Linked DNA regions of Ovis aries: region 2 is linked to region 1. The links are chromatin contacts, called in public Hi-C maps. All regions are on one chromosome and are shown on one strand. The core of a region is the stretch at or near the end of the contact, and the rest is flanking DNA. Distances in the headings are between cores, read along the strand shown. Region 1 holds the start of RRBP1 (ribosome binding protein 1). Region 2 holds the start of SNX5 (sorting nexin 5).

Region 1 (6,290 bases), core at 1,699-4,198:
AACATTCAGAAGGCTGTGCCCACATCACCCAGCAGCTGAGCAGCAGGAACTAGCCTAATGACTGCCTGACCTGCTGGGCCTCCACATTCTCACCCACTGGATGGACGCCCAAGATGGAGATCAAAGTTGTGAATCCATTTCTAAACAGTAAACCTTAAAAATCAAGTTGGGCTGAGCTTCAGTTGTCCAGTGAGACAGCTGGAAAAAATGCACCAGGTTGCTGGTCTGCCTCATTTCATCCACATTTATTCTGTTATGTTCAAAGTGTTAGTTGCTCAGTTGTGTCCTACTCTTTGTGACCCCATGGACTGTATAGACCAGCAGGCTCCTCTGTCCATGGGATTTTCCAGGCAAGGATACTGGACTGGGTTGCTGTGTCCTCCCAGCTACTAAATAAACCAGTATTCCAATCATCAAATTGTTTGCATTCAACCACTTACATGGAATTTGGTGCTGTATCATCACTATAGCCTATTGACCTAGGGCTCCCTTTAGCAAAGAGCATAATTGCTCAAATGTGACTCAGTGATTCAGGATTTATTTAAAACTCTCCCATCACCAAAAAATACTCATGCACCAAGATACCAGTCTAATCCCTTACTCTCTGTAGAGATGTTCAAAGGCACACTCCTAACTCTGAAAGGAAAGAGTTCTGTCACAGCACGGTACCTCCGGCTCTGCACACAGGACACAGTTTCTAGTCCCAGAAACACCCTTCTCATCCCCCTCTCTGGTCCTCCCCCCAACCCAATCTCAACTGGCCCAGAAACCCTGCATGGCTCCACCATCTGCCTCCAGCTTTCCTCCTTCACTTAAATAGAGAGGGATGTGGCATGTTTAGGACCTTAGAACTGGAAGCTTCTTCCTGGAAGGAACACGAACTGGCTGGCTGTGGCAGGGCTGACCTCTGGAGAGTTCACAAAGGAGTGGAGACGTCACCAGGACTTCCTGGTGTCGCGTTAAATGGAAGTCAGGACGACCCAGCACAAAGCACAGCATCAGGGGACGCAAGGTGCTCCCCAGCCACGTAGGTCGTGAGTAAAGCACACAGCTGCCCTTCTGGAAAGGCTAGACCAAAGACTTGAGTCTGTGGGGACATTCACCAGTCAAAAAGCTCTGTTAAGCTCTCTGGCTGTCCCCAACTCCAGAAAATGCCCAGACAGTTTCAGCACACCAGGCAAAACCTGGGAGGTTCCCAAGAGCCTGCAAAGTTTCATTTCCTTGGTGCTTCCTAGGCTGATGACCTCCGACCTCCAGGAGTTATTGCCAAACTGCCTTCGTTTGCACAAGGTCCCCGTATGTCACAGCACCTACCAGGAGCCTGACTGACCCCATTGTGAGTGGGTGGTTCTATCTCCAGGCCACAGATAAGGAAATCCGAGTTCAGAGAGGTTGAGAACCCTGAGCAAAGGGTCTGTGGCGTGGCACGGGGTGGGACCCAGATTCTGGGACGTGGCAAGGCTGCGTCTGCAGCGGGCTGGTTTGAGGCAAAACCAGACCCCACCTCCCTCCCGGCCTCTGAACACTCTAGAAACTCATGCAACAGTAACCTCTCACACCTGTGGCCCACTCCCACGCGTGCTGGGTCTCCACGGCTTCTCTCTTCAGCAACCCCTCTTTCCGACGTGGACCCGCACCCCGAAGTTTAAACAGCCTGGCCGACTCTCCACCATGCGGGCTTGCGGAAGCCAACCCCTTGACCATGATACCACCCAAGCTACCGATTTTTATCTGCCATCGGGGGAGGGCTCCCCGAGGCTTCCCAGATGCTGCACTGGAAAGCACGGACCGCAGCCCGCCCTCCCCAGCCCAGAGCGAGGCTGGGTGCCCCGGGCAGGAGCCAGACCGGGTGCCAGCGCCGGGCGGCCGCGCCAGGGATGCCGCTTCCTCTGGGCCTGGCACTGCCGGCCCATTCATCGTCCCCGGCCGGGCGCCCTCGCGCCGGGTCCGCGCGGCCAGCCGGGAAAACGGCGCTCCCCGGCCCCGCCGCCAGGGGGAGCAGGGAGTCGCCTGCCACCCCTCCGGGAAGTTGCCACCGCGGCCCACCGGGCGTCTGGCCCTGGACGGTCCAGGTCCCCGCACGGCGGGCCACCCCCACCTCCGCGGCCCCGCGCCCGCCCCGCCCCGTCGGCGCCGATCGGCCCAGCGGAGTCGGGGCCGCAGCCCGAAGTGGGAGCGCTCAGCCCCGGCCCCCATTCAATCCCGCCCCCTCTCCCCGCCGGCCTCCGCCGCCTTCCGCCCCCCCACCCCCAGCCCGGACTCCAGCCCGGCAACGTCATCCGGCCGCTTCCCAAAGCTTAACCCCTTCCTCTGCCAGCTGCGCGCCGCCCCGCCCCGCCGCCAACTTTCTTCGCCCAACTTCGGAGCTCGCGGGCCGGCCCGACGGCCAGGCAGAGACGAAGGGAAGGAGGGAGCGGCGGCCACGTCGCGCCGCGGGGCCGCGGCCGGTCCCGCCGACGGCGAGGACGTGGGGTTCACACAGCGGGCGCGCTCGGCCGACGCCCCCCCGCATGGGGTTCGGGCCCGGCACACGCCACCCCCCACCCCGGGGCCCACCGGGACCCCCCCTCGCCCAGGTCCGCGACCGCGGCGACGGCGGGCGGCACCGCCGCCGGGGGAGGGGCCGCCAAGGAGACGTGTCACTCCCGGCGCGGCCCGGCCCGGCCCGGCCCCGGCGCCCCGACGGCCCAGCCCGCGCGCCGCCGCCGCTGCTGCAGGGCCCGGCCAAGTTTCTTACCTGCAGCCGGAGACGCGGGAGGGAGAGCGAGAGGGCAGGAGCCGCCGCCGCCGCCGCGGAAGCGGGAGAGAGAGGAGCCGGCCAAACCTCTGCCGAGAAGCCGCCCCCTAAGCAGCAGCAGGCGCCTCGATCCCGACGCTGCCCGCCCCGTCCGCCGTCCGCTCCGGCCGCTCGCTGGCTGCGTGCGCGCGTGTGGAGTCGTGGCACTTTCTGCCTCGGAGCTGGCGAACGGCCCCCTCCGCAGGGATCGCCGCCTCCTGCCTTCCCCACCCGGGCCAGCCATTCATCGAGCCGCCTTTCCCCATTGGCTCGCACCCCGCCACTCCGTCGGCCGTTGGCCAGTCAGAGCGCCGGCGGCCGAGCCGCGGCGGCGCCCATTGGGCTAGGAGGCGGGCCTCCGCCTCGGCCAATGGGAGAGGGGAGGAGCTGCGGGGCGCCGCGGGGGCGGGGCCGGGGTAGGGGGCGGGGCGGGGGCGGGGCCGCGTGGTGCGGCGCTCGGCCCTGCGCGGGGCCGGGGCGAGGCGGGGCCGGGACGCTCGGCCACGCGCAAGGGAGGGGGGCCCGGCCGGCCCCGCCCACCCCGGGCGCGGGCCCCGCGCGCGGGCGCCGACACGGGCCAGGCTCTGGGCCGGCGGGGCCATGGAGGTTCGAATCCAGGCGGCGCTCCGCCCGCGCCCCTGGCCCGCTCCGGGCTGATGTGGCGGTGGGTGTCACCCTGAGCAGATGGTTGCGCAACACGGGAACCGTAGGGAGAAATGCTTCGTCTAAAAACCAGCTAACTTACCCCCGCAGCAGCGCCCCCTCCGGGCGCTGGATGAGAGGACAAGCCCTGCCGGCGGTCAGTCCCGAGAGGGCTCGTCCCTATGTTCATTGCAATTGGCCCCAGAAAGAATTTTCTCGAGTAAATGGAGGATCGAGGGCGGAAAGTCCAGACCACGCGCAGAGAAATGGAGGGCGGGCCTCATTTGCACCCATTTTCAGAGTGGTTACATCGAGGCACAGTCCAGACCTCAGCTGGCAGCAAGGCCGCAATTGCAGTTCTCTTTATGACTGCAAGGAGATCCAACCAGTTCATCCTAAAGGAAAGCAGTCCTGAATATTCATTGGAAGGACTGATACTGAAGCTGAAACTCCAGTCCTTGGCCATCTGATGTGAAGAACTGACTCATTAGAAAAGACCCTGATGCTGGGAAAGATTGAAGGCAGGAGGAGAAGGGCACGACAGACGAGATGGTTGGATGGCATCACCGACTCGATGGACATGAGTTTGAGCAAACTCCGGGAGTTGGTGCTGGACAGGGAAGCTTGGCGTGCTGCAGTCCATGGGGTCGCAAAGTCGGACACAACTGAGCGACTGAACTGAACTTAACGACGTTTACGCCCGAGCTATGGGGAGGAGAGAGGTCTGAGCCAAATAAACTCGCCCACTTCCCAGAAAACTGAGCAAACCGGCTTCCTTTTGGGACTTCCTCCCTGACCCCCATCCCAGCCCCACCCCCACCCCACTCCCAGCCCCATATAAGCCAAAACACTCTCTTCATACCAAATTAATCTTTCAATTAAGATAATTTTAGGCCTGGTGTTTAACCATGATATCAGGGCCGCTTAAAAGCTAACTCTTTAAACTTGGGCCAAAGCCAGTTTCTTTGAAATTAAGGTTTCTGAGAGGCCAAGGTCTGCTGCAGGCTGTTCTGCCCCTCACTGCTTCCCCTGCCTTCCCCACCCCGCATACTCTTCACAATATCTGTTTCTTGGACAGTTTCACATACTCCCTCCCCCTTTGTCACTGGTACTGTACCCGTTGTTAGAAAGATGTGCAAAGGTAAGCCATCAGAGAATAAAGAGGGATTGGGTTGAAGTTAAACCGTTCATTCCTATTTTTAATCTCAGCAGTTCCCTAGCATATTAATGATTAATCAAGGGGAATTAACCTGGATTAGCTTTGGACAGTCAGTCTTTTTTCCAGTGGTGAACTCCGCTCTACATAAAAGTCAAAAATTCCAGTTTCCTGCTGTTGTATGTTACCAGATAGTTCTAGTTGACCATGGGTAAACCAGTTAAGCTCTCTGAACATGGGTGTATCTTTTAAGACAATCACTATCCCCTCTGGGTTTTGGAGGTTCATTCTTCCATTCTTCTGTTCATTCATTCATTCATTGGTGTTTATTGAGTGCCTGGAATTCATTACCAGGCTGGCAAACAGCCAGGAGTGATACACAGACCCAGTAAAGACCCCATTACCCTGGGAAGCCTTGCTGTGGGCAGAGATCTCCTTCTTAAGACTCATTCATCCTGTTTAGATTTTCCCAGAAGCAGATCCTGACTGGGAGGGTTTGGATGCAAAGGAGTCACCTGGGAGATGATCCCAGGAAACACTAGTAGGGACAGCAGGATGGGAAGGGCTGATGAAGAGTGCAGTGTCAAGCAAGTGACCTCTGCAGGCAAGCAGGGCTCAGCTGGGCACATGGGTGCCATGTGGAACTCGCCCAGGGGTATCCCATCTACAGGGTGGGACTCCCATCAGTCCTTGTGGGTAGAGGGCTTCTTCTGGAGGGACTTTAACTCACCCAGAGTTAAAGCCAGAGACAGCCTTTCAGCAGAGAGAAGCAGCTGTTTGCAGCAAGAAGCCCTTGGCAGAGTCTGAGTGCCTGGGGCATCTGGGGTCCAGACGAGCGTCTTCTACTAGCTGTGACCCCAAGGCTGACACAGCGCCTGCACAGAGGAGGGGCTCCATAAGTGCATGTTCCATAAACGTTGTTAAATGAACCACAGGGTTACAAAGTCCTTGCGAGTCAAGGGTATTTACAAATAAAAGAGCTTTCTGTCTGCTCCCTCCTGTGATTGACGCCTGGTTTGGCCCCAGTGCAACATATGGTTTAGCATGGACGAGTGGCCCGGCCTTTGCCTTCTCCTTTCTTCGGTCCCTGCCCCTTGTCCAACCTCCATAAGGAGGTCACCCCCAACCTCCAATGCACCCCTCGTCCAGCCTGACCTTCCTTCACAGCCACTGTTGTGCCCATGGACCTAGCCTCAGCCTGGTCCCGCCTCCGCAGTACATCTCAGCCCAGTGCTCGCCCCAGGCATGTCTGTGGAAAAACAGGAACTGAGCCAGGACTTGATGGACGGGGGTGCTTGTGAGGGAGCCAGGGGCTTCCCCAGGCTCAGAAGGCCCTGCAGCAAACCCAGAACTATCAAGTCGTTCCGATTGCACAGCACAGCCTCCAGGGTCTGTCTGCTCAGGGCAAGCACCAGGCCAGAGCTCAGGAATCAGGTCCCTGCTACCCCCTAGGATGACAGTCCAGTGAGGGGCTGTCACGTGCAAGCAAGTCAGAGAGATGTCAAGGTGCACTCAGGCAGAGGAGAGCAGAGGGTGACAGCGGTAGCTTGAAAGAGAACGGAAAGCCAGCCTGACCAGAAGGTGGGAAAACAGGACAGAGGCCTGTGATCTAGCCTGGCACAGTGCACGATGGGTCTTGTGAGCTGTGGTGTTTTGCCAAAGCCTGGAGGGTGAAGGAGAGGGTCAAGAGAGATGCGTCTCAAAAGGGAGCATCAC
Region 2 (6,290 bases), core at 1,941-4,440, 210 kb after region 1:
AGAAGTCATACTTCTAGAATTTAAAGTCATGCCATAAACAGTGGAAAATTTCAGCCCACAAGAATCAGTTACTCTGGACTTTGCAGTATTGGTGAAAATTCAGGTTGTCTCTGTAATGTAAGTTATAGGACACTCCATCTAGGCTGGTAGAGTGGTATCCCTACAGACAACTTCCACACGTGTTAATTGCCTACAAACCAGAGCATCAGCAGGTAAAACATTAATGACTGGCTCTGAAAAGGAAAACACCATCCAAAGCCTAGGTAACCAACTAGTGAAAAGTTAAGGTGAAAGTAACAAGGCTAGGCTGCGGTGGGGAGCGGGCTTACAAAGCTGTGTACACTGGCACATTGACTCCAGCTCACTAACAAGAGTCACAAAATACCCCAGGAGACAATCAGGACCCACCCTCCGTTTGCCACAGATTGGCAAGACTCACAGGATCACAACAGACACACAGTCTGTGGGTGGGAACCTAAGTGTGATGTTTAAAGGACCTTGAGGTCAAAGGAGACCTGGAGAACATGCAAACGACTGGAGGCCTGAATAAATATCTCAGGGGAACAAGGTTCTGCATAACCCAATTTTTCCCCCTAACCATTAAAAACTACAGACACCTTAGGATGTTGATCCAGCCAGTGTATGTTTTGGCCCGGACGGTGGGGGGAGGGGGGGGCCTCAGTACTGCACTAATTTATCTTGGAGATGAACCTAATGGTATCAAAGTTTTAGTTAACTGTTCCAGGGGCTGGACTTGGCAAAACCTTACTTTTCTAAACTTAAGGACCATAACACAACCTTTCCCATCAGTACAGGATTAGTTAAAAACCAAATTAATCATGCAACTGCTTTCTGGGCAAGGGACAAATCAACACCATCAGCTCAAATGGAAACCACTAAATGGAAGCACCAGGCTACTGGATACAGGCCAATTCTCCTGTTTTGCAAGCCAAAAATTCTGTAGAGGGATTAAAAATCCTAGAGATCAACTATGCTCCCTGACTTATTAGTGGGGCCAACTTTGAAGAACCCCTATCCTCATGGAAATCCCTAAGCAGATAATCGCAAAGTTTAAACTTCTAATATTTTCAGCAGAAAAGCAAAATTTTTCAGTTAACTAACAAAGCTGTATTACAGCAATATAACTGTCTGCCCAAGATCTGTCCGTCTGTTATTTCACTCTTGTCCTATTTGGAACTCCCTTTTTTTGGTGAACATTAAAAACCATTTTAATGTTGGTTTCTTAAAAACCTCAGAGCTCAGTTGGTAAAGAATCTGCCTGCAATGTGGGAGACCTGGGTTCGATCCCTGGGTTGGGAAGAGCCCCTGGAGAAGGGAAAGTCTATCCACTCCAGTATTCTGGCCTGGAAAATTCCATGGACTATACAGTCCATGGGGTCGAAGAGTCGAACAAGCCTGAACTTTCACTTCAAAAACCATCTTAATCCACATCACAGGACCAGTATCCGAGATGAGAAAGAAAAATGAAGCTGTTAACAGTAACATTTAAATTTCCTATTTCCTTACTTCTCCAATTAAAAAAAAAAAAAACGGGGCAATAATTCTATATAGTCCTTTCCTGTAGTCACTAAAACCAGAAGGAAGTAGCCTTCACAATCCTGTCCTGCTGGAGGGTCAGAGGGTGGTGAAGGTACTTAAAACCAATCAGGGATATACAATACTAACAAACGGAAAAGTCGACTGAAGTTTTAAACAGCAGTGTAAAACTAATTATGGGTCGAAAAAGGAGATGCAAGGTGAGGGATATCAAAATTTCTATTCAGTCACCTAAACTTCTAGAGAGAAAACTACCTTTGGAATCGTCTAGCAAAAGTCTTCTCAAGTTCCCACTTCTGGCTTTAGGGAGGGGGAAAAAAAAAAATTCTTTCAGCTTTGAAAGAAATAAAAACACCCCCAACGAAAACGCTCTCCTCACACTTTCAGTAACTAACCCAGCAGCGGTACAACCGTCACCTACTAGATGAAAAGGTCTGTCCAAAGACCTGTGGACCATAAAACGTGCTTTGGTTTCTAAAGCGATGACTTTCAGACTAAATCTGAGAGCACCTCGAGTTTCTAGACTACCGTTTTTCAATTTTCTGTTAGAAAAACTTTTTTGTTGACGGTTCTGCACAAACCGCGGTGGCTCACACCAACCCCTGTATTCTCCAAAGTAACTGGCCAAGACAGGACCAATAAAAGCGGAGACCTAATTCGATCTTTAATTGGCTACGATGACAGGCATTTATTGCACTGGTTACCTTTTAGATCTCCAGATGCGAGTGGCAGGGAAGAATAATTTAACATCCACACACGTGTAAAGGGCGAAAAGTTCAGCTATTTGAGAACCTCATAAAATGACCCAAGTCCCGCAGCGGCGCACTGAGCGCTTAGTGAAGTTGCAGGGCACACGAGTCCGACTTCGGCCTGGGCGGAATTTCCCCAGAATTTCTGGAAGGGTGGGGGCGGTTCGGAGCTCCTTTGCACCGTGCAAAGTGGGTCTCACGTGCACCGCCGGGCTCCCCGGGGGAGAGCTGTGTACCGCACAGGCGCAGCGTGCGCCCTCGGCCCGAGTCCCGGGAGCGCCCGGGACCACGCTAAGGGAGGGCGGCGGGGTACCCTGGGGGCCCGCGAAAGGAGCGTGGGGCCCAGAGGCCCGGTGGGGCCTCCCGGCCCGGAGCCCGAGCACGGCCAGGGCCTCACCTTACTGCGGTCCTCCTCCTGCTGCTGCAACACCTCGGGAACCGCGGCCATGGCGACGCGGGTCTCGAGCGGGGCCGCCTGGGTGTGCGAGGAGAGAAGAGGCTGGGCCGCCGCCACCGCCGGGGCGCCTCTCAGGGGAAGGGGCGGCCGCGGCCCCGCCTCCGCCAGCCTCCCTGCCCGACGGCGGAGGGAAGCCTCGAGATTCCGCCACCGTCCCAGCAGCCCCGGGAAAGGCGAGCGGCGCCCCCACGTGCTCCCCCAGGGCGGCCTCCCCCGTCCCCGCTGCCGTCCATCTTGGAGCCGGGCAAAGAAGCGACGCGGGGGCCTACCCTCGCTCCGGGCCACCCGGAAGCCGCCAACCGCAGGGCCGCCCTGGGGACGCGGAAGCCAAGGAGCTCTAGTAGCGAGGTGCGTCTCAAGAAAGGGCGCGCGCCTCTGTGCCGGAGGAATTTATTACTCAGCCAGAGGCCAAGATGGCGACGAGCTCTGACGTCACGAGACCTCGCGAGAGAGAGAAATGGCGCGATTTGGAGGCGCCCGCGCTCTCGCCGGAGGGAGAGTTCCCCCCCAACTGAGCGCCGGAGAATGGACGAAGCTGGGGGACCAGGTATAGGGGCGGGGCATGAGCGCCGCAGTGCTTGCTGGGGCCGCCGTGCCTGGGCGGGGCCTAGCCTGAGGGCAAAGCGCGGGACGGACGAAAGGACCAGCCCGCGGGGTCGTTCGCGCGCTGAAGCTAGCGGAGGGCACCGGCTTCTGAGGTACCTCCTTGCCGGCCGTTCCCTACTGTGATTCTCGCGCGAGGGTCCGCCGCCGGCCTGGTCCTGTGGGGCTCCGCCGAAGCGCGTACATGGCGGCGGGGCCCTGCTGACCGCCCCTGGCGGTTCAAACCGGTTGGGAGCGCGAGTGCCCAGTGTTGAATGGATCCTAGCGGCGCCCACTGTAGGGGGTGTGAGGGGTTAGATGAGAGCTCTCCCTCCATGCTACTTTTCAGAGAGTCTGGTTTTCAATCTTATGGTTTCCTGGGGAGAAGTGGGGAGGAATAAATGGGAGATTTGGGAGTGACATATTGTTGCTCTTGTTCAGTCGTGTACGACTCTTTGCGACCCATGGACTGCAGCCCAGCAGGTGGACTGCAGCACGCCAGACCTCTGTCCTCCACTGTCTTCTGGCGTTTGATCAAATCCATGCCCATCACGTTGGTGAGGTGAGCTTCCCTGGTGGCTCAGACGGTGAAGATAGTGATGGTCTCTCACCGTCTTATCTTCTCTTGCCCCCTTCTGCCTTTGCCTTCAAGCTTTCCCAGCATCAGGGTCTTATTGGAAAGACCCAATCTTTCCTTATTGGAAAGACCGCTCTTCACATCAGGTGGCCAAACTATTGGAACTTCAGCAGCAGCCCTTCCAGTGACTATTCAAGGTTGATTTCCTTTAGGATTGATTGGGTTTGATCTCTTGGCTGTCTAAGGGACTCTCAAGAGTCTTCTTCAGCACCGCAATTTGAAAGGGTTGTGACACATACCCTACTACTTCTGAAGAAGGAAATGGCAACCCACTCCAGTATTTTTGTCTGGAGAGTCCATGGCGTAGCAAAGAGTCGGACACCACAGCACATAGGCAAACAAGGACCTGCTGTAAAGCACAGAAAACTCTGTTCGATACTCTGCAATGGCCTATATGGGATAAGAATCTTAAAAGAGAGGGGATATATGTGTATGTATAACTGAGTCACTTTGCTCTACGCCTAAAACTAATATAACATTGTAAATCAGCTATACTCCAATAAAAATTTTTTTTCAGAAATCTGATGTTTAGGGATTAGTGGTTAAACTGCTAGTGTGACCACCAGGCCCCTCTAGCGTCCTGTCCTGTGTTTCTTTGTATCACACAGAGCTCCCTTCATAGGCGGCAGTTGGCACCATAGTGAATTTTAGGGACACGTTGTCCCAAGCTGTCTACTAGTTCACGTTTAACAAATGCTGGTCCTTCAAAAGTAGTTTTGTACAGATAGTACCAATTCCAAGCTCAGCTGCAGGACAAGACAAGAAATTGACTGATAAGTTGTTGAGACAAGGAATAGCAACTTTATTTGGAAAGCCAGCAGACCTAGAGGATGGTGGACTAATGCCCCAAAGAGCCATTTTTCCAGAGTTAGAATTGAGACTCCTTTTATCCTAAAAGGAGGGAGTGTCACTGGTTGTTGCAAACTTCTTGGTGCAGGAATCCTTTGTTGTAGCTGCCCGGGGAGGTCTGGTCACAATGCTCCTAAAAACCTCAAACAAGACAATTATTTTCTGTTCTGTAACTTTTTATGCTTGGAAACATGTTAATACCTTTAAAGATCAGAACTCTGAGGATGGGCTCTCCTGTATATTCCAAGCTATAGGCATAACATTCTCCTACAAAAGGTGTAAAGACCATATTAAGCCCTGGCAGGGAACTACAGTTTAAAAGAATAGATCCAATATGGAGTCAGGTTTGTTCTCTGTTAAACATGTCTAAAAAGTTATTGAACACAATTTTAAAGAGCAGTATACAGTTGCAGCTTTCACTTTCATGGTTCAAACATTTAACACATCTAACACCACTTTCTCTTTGATAGGAAAGCAGAAGTTAAAAAGGCCTTCAACATTACAAGTATACCAGAGGGAAGTGAAAAAAAGTTTAAAGATGAAGGTATTTCAGACCATCTGTAGACAGCTTCAAAGTTCAAAGAGGTTTTTTGTAGAAGCAGCCCCCTGTGTTGTTTTCTCCACTTCCTCTTATTTGCGTGGCCGGAAGAAAAGAGTGAACCCTTATGAACAAGTGGACCAGGAAAAATACTCTGATTTGGTCAGGTCTGTCTTGTCATTCAGAGACCATGCTCGGACTCCACAGACTCTGTTCGAGGAAGATGCTTTACTCTATGGACCGGTGAGTAAGAGTAAGGCCCCAAAGCAAGAAGAAGAAGCAGGAGTTCCACAAAACTGGTTTCCTCTGTTCAATCCAGAGAAAAGCATAAAACCAAACCCAGCAAGGGATCCTCCAGTTCCTCTGAAAATCCCTTTGCAAAGGAATTCGATACCAAGTGTGACCCGAGTCCTGCAGCAGACCATGACGTCAGAACAGACTTTCTACCTGGAGAAGTGGAGGCAGCGCATGATTCTGGAACTGGGAGAGGATGGCTTTGCTGAATATACTTCAAGTAATCTTCTCAATCCTGATGCTTACAGTTATTATGTTTCCCAGAGTAGAAGGCACCCCTATAGCTAGTGAGGAGCTGCTTTCAGATGATAGTATTAACAGCATTTTTTTATAACTCACTTCTTTATCATGACAACCCTATGAAGCACAGTTACAATTATCCCCATTTTACAGATAAAGCAGAGAGATCAAGCACTTTGACTAAACGATGTATAAAATTCATTTGTTTTATAAGCTGTAGACTTCAGTATTAGAATTTCCTGTTTTGTTTTGTTTTTTTGATGGAATAGTCAATCATCACATAATGGAGTTCTAGTTGTTGCTAGGCATTCTGTTCAGAATCTAGTAAATGCCCCCTTGGTCTGCTTATCAGCAGAGACTGACTCGTAAATTTAAAGACTGGCAATA

Evidence for each region. A called contact is a pair of places that touch in the nucleus more often than the background predicts.
Region 2: a contact with region 1 is called in a Hi-C map of hypothalamus, with 3 times the contacts expected there. The contact joins the promoter of SNX5 here to the promoter of RRBP1 in region 1. A contact is called at or near these places in 7 of 16 Hi-C or Micro-C datasets (blood, hypothalamus, liver and 4 more).

What each region holds. Positions count from the first base shown.
Region 1 is chr13:37,620,056-37,626,345 of ARS-UI_Ramb_v3.0, forward strand. It overlaps RRBP1 (ribosome binding protein 1), which reads right to left and starts at 2,949. Exons shown (of 25, transcript XM_042230660.1): 1 at 2,738-2,949.
Region 2 is chr13:37,828,239-37,834,528 of ARS-UI_Ramb_v3.0, forward strand. It overlaps SNX5 (sorting nexin 5), which reads right to left and starts at 3,191. Exons shown (of 13, transcript XM_042230663.2): 1 at 3,033-3,191. MGME1 (mitochondrial genome maintenance exonuclease 1) reads left to right here and starts at 2,930. Exons shown (of 5, transcript XM_004014287.5): 1 at 2,930-3,310; 2 at 5,302-5,883. The coding sequence starts at 3,289.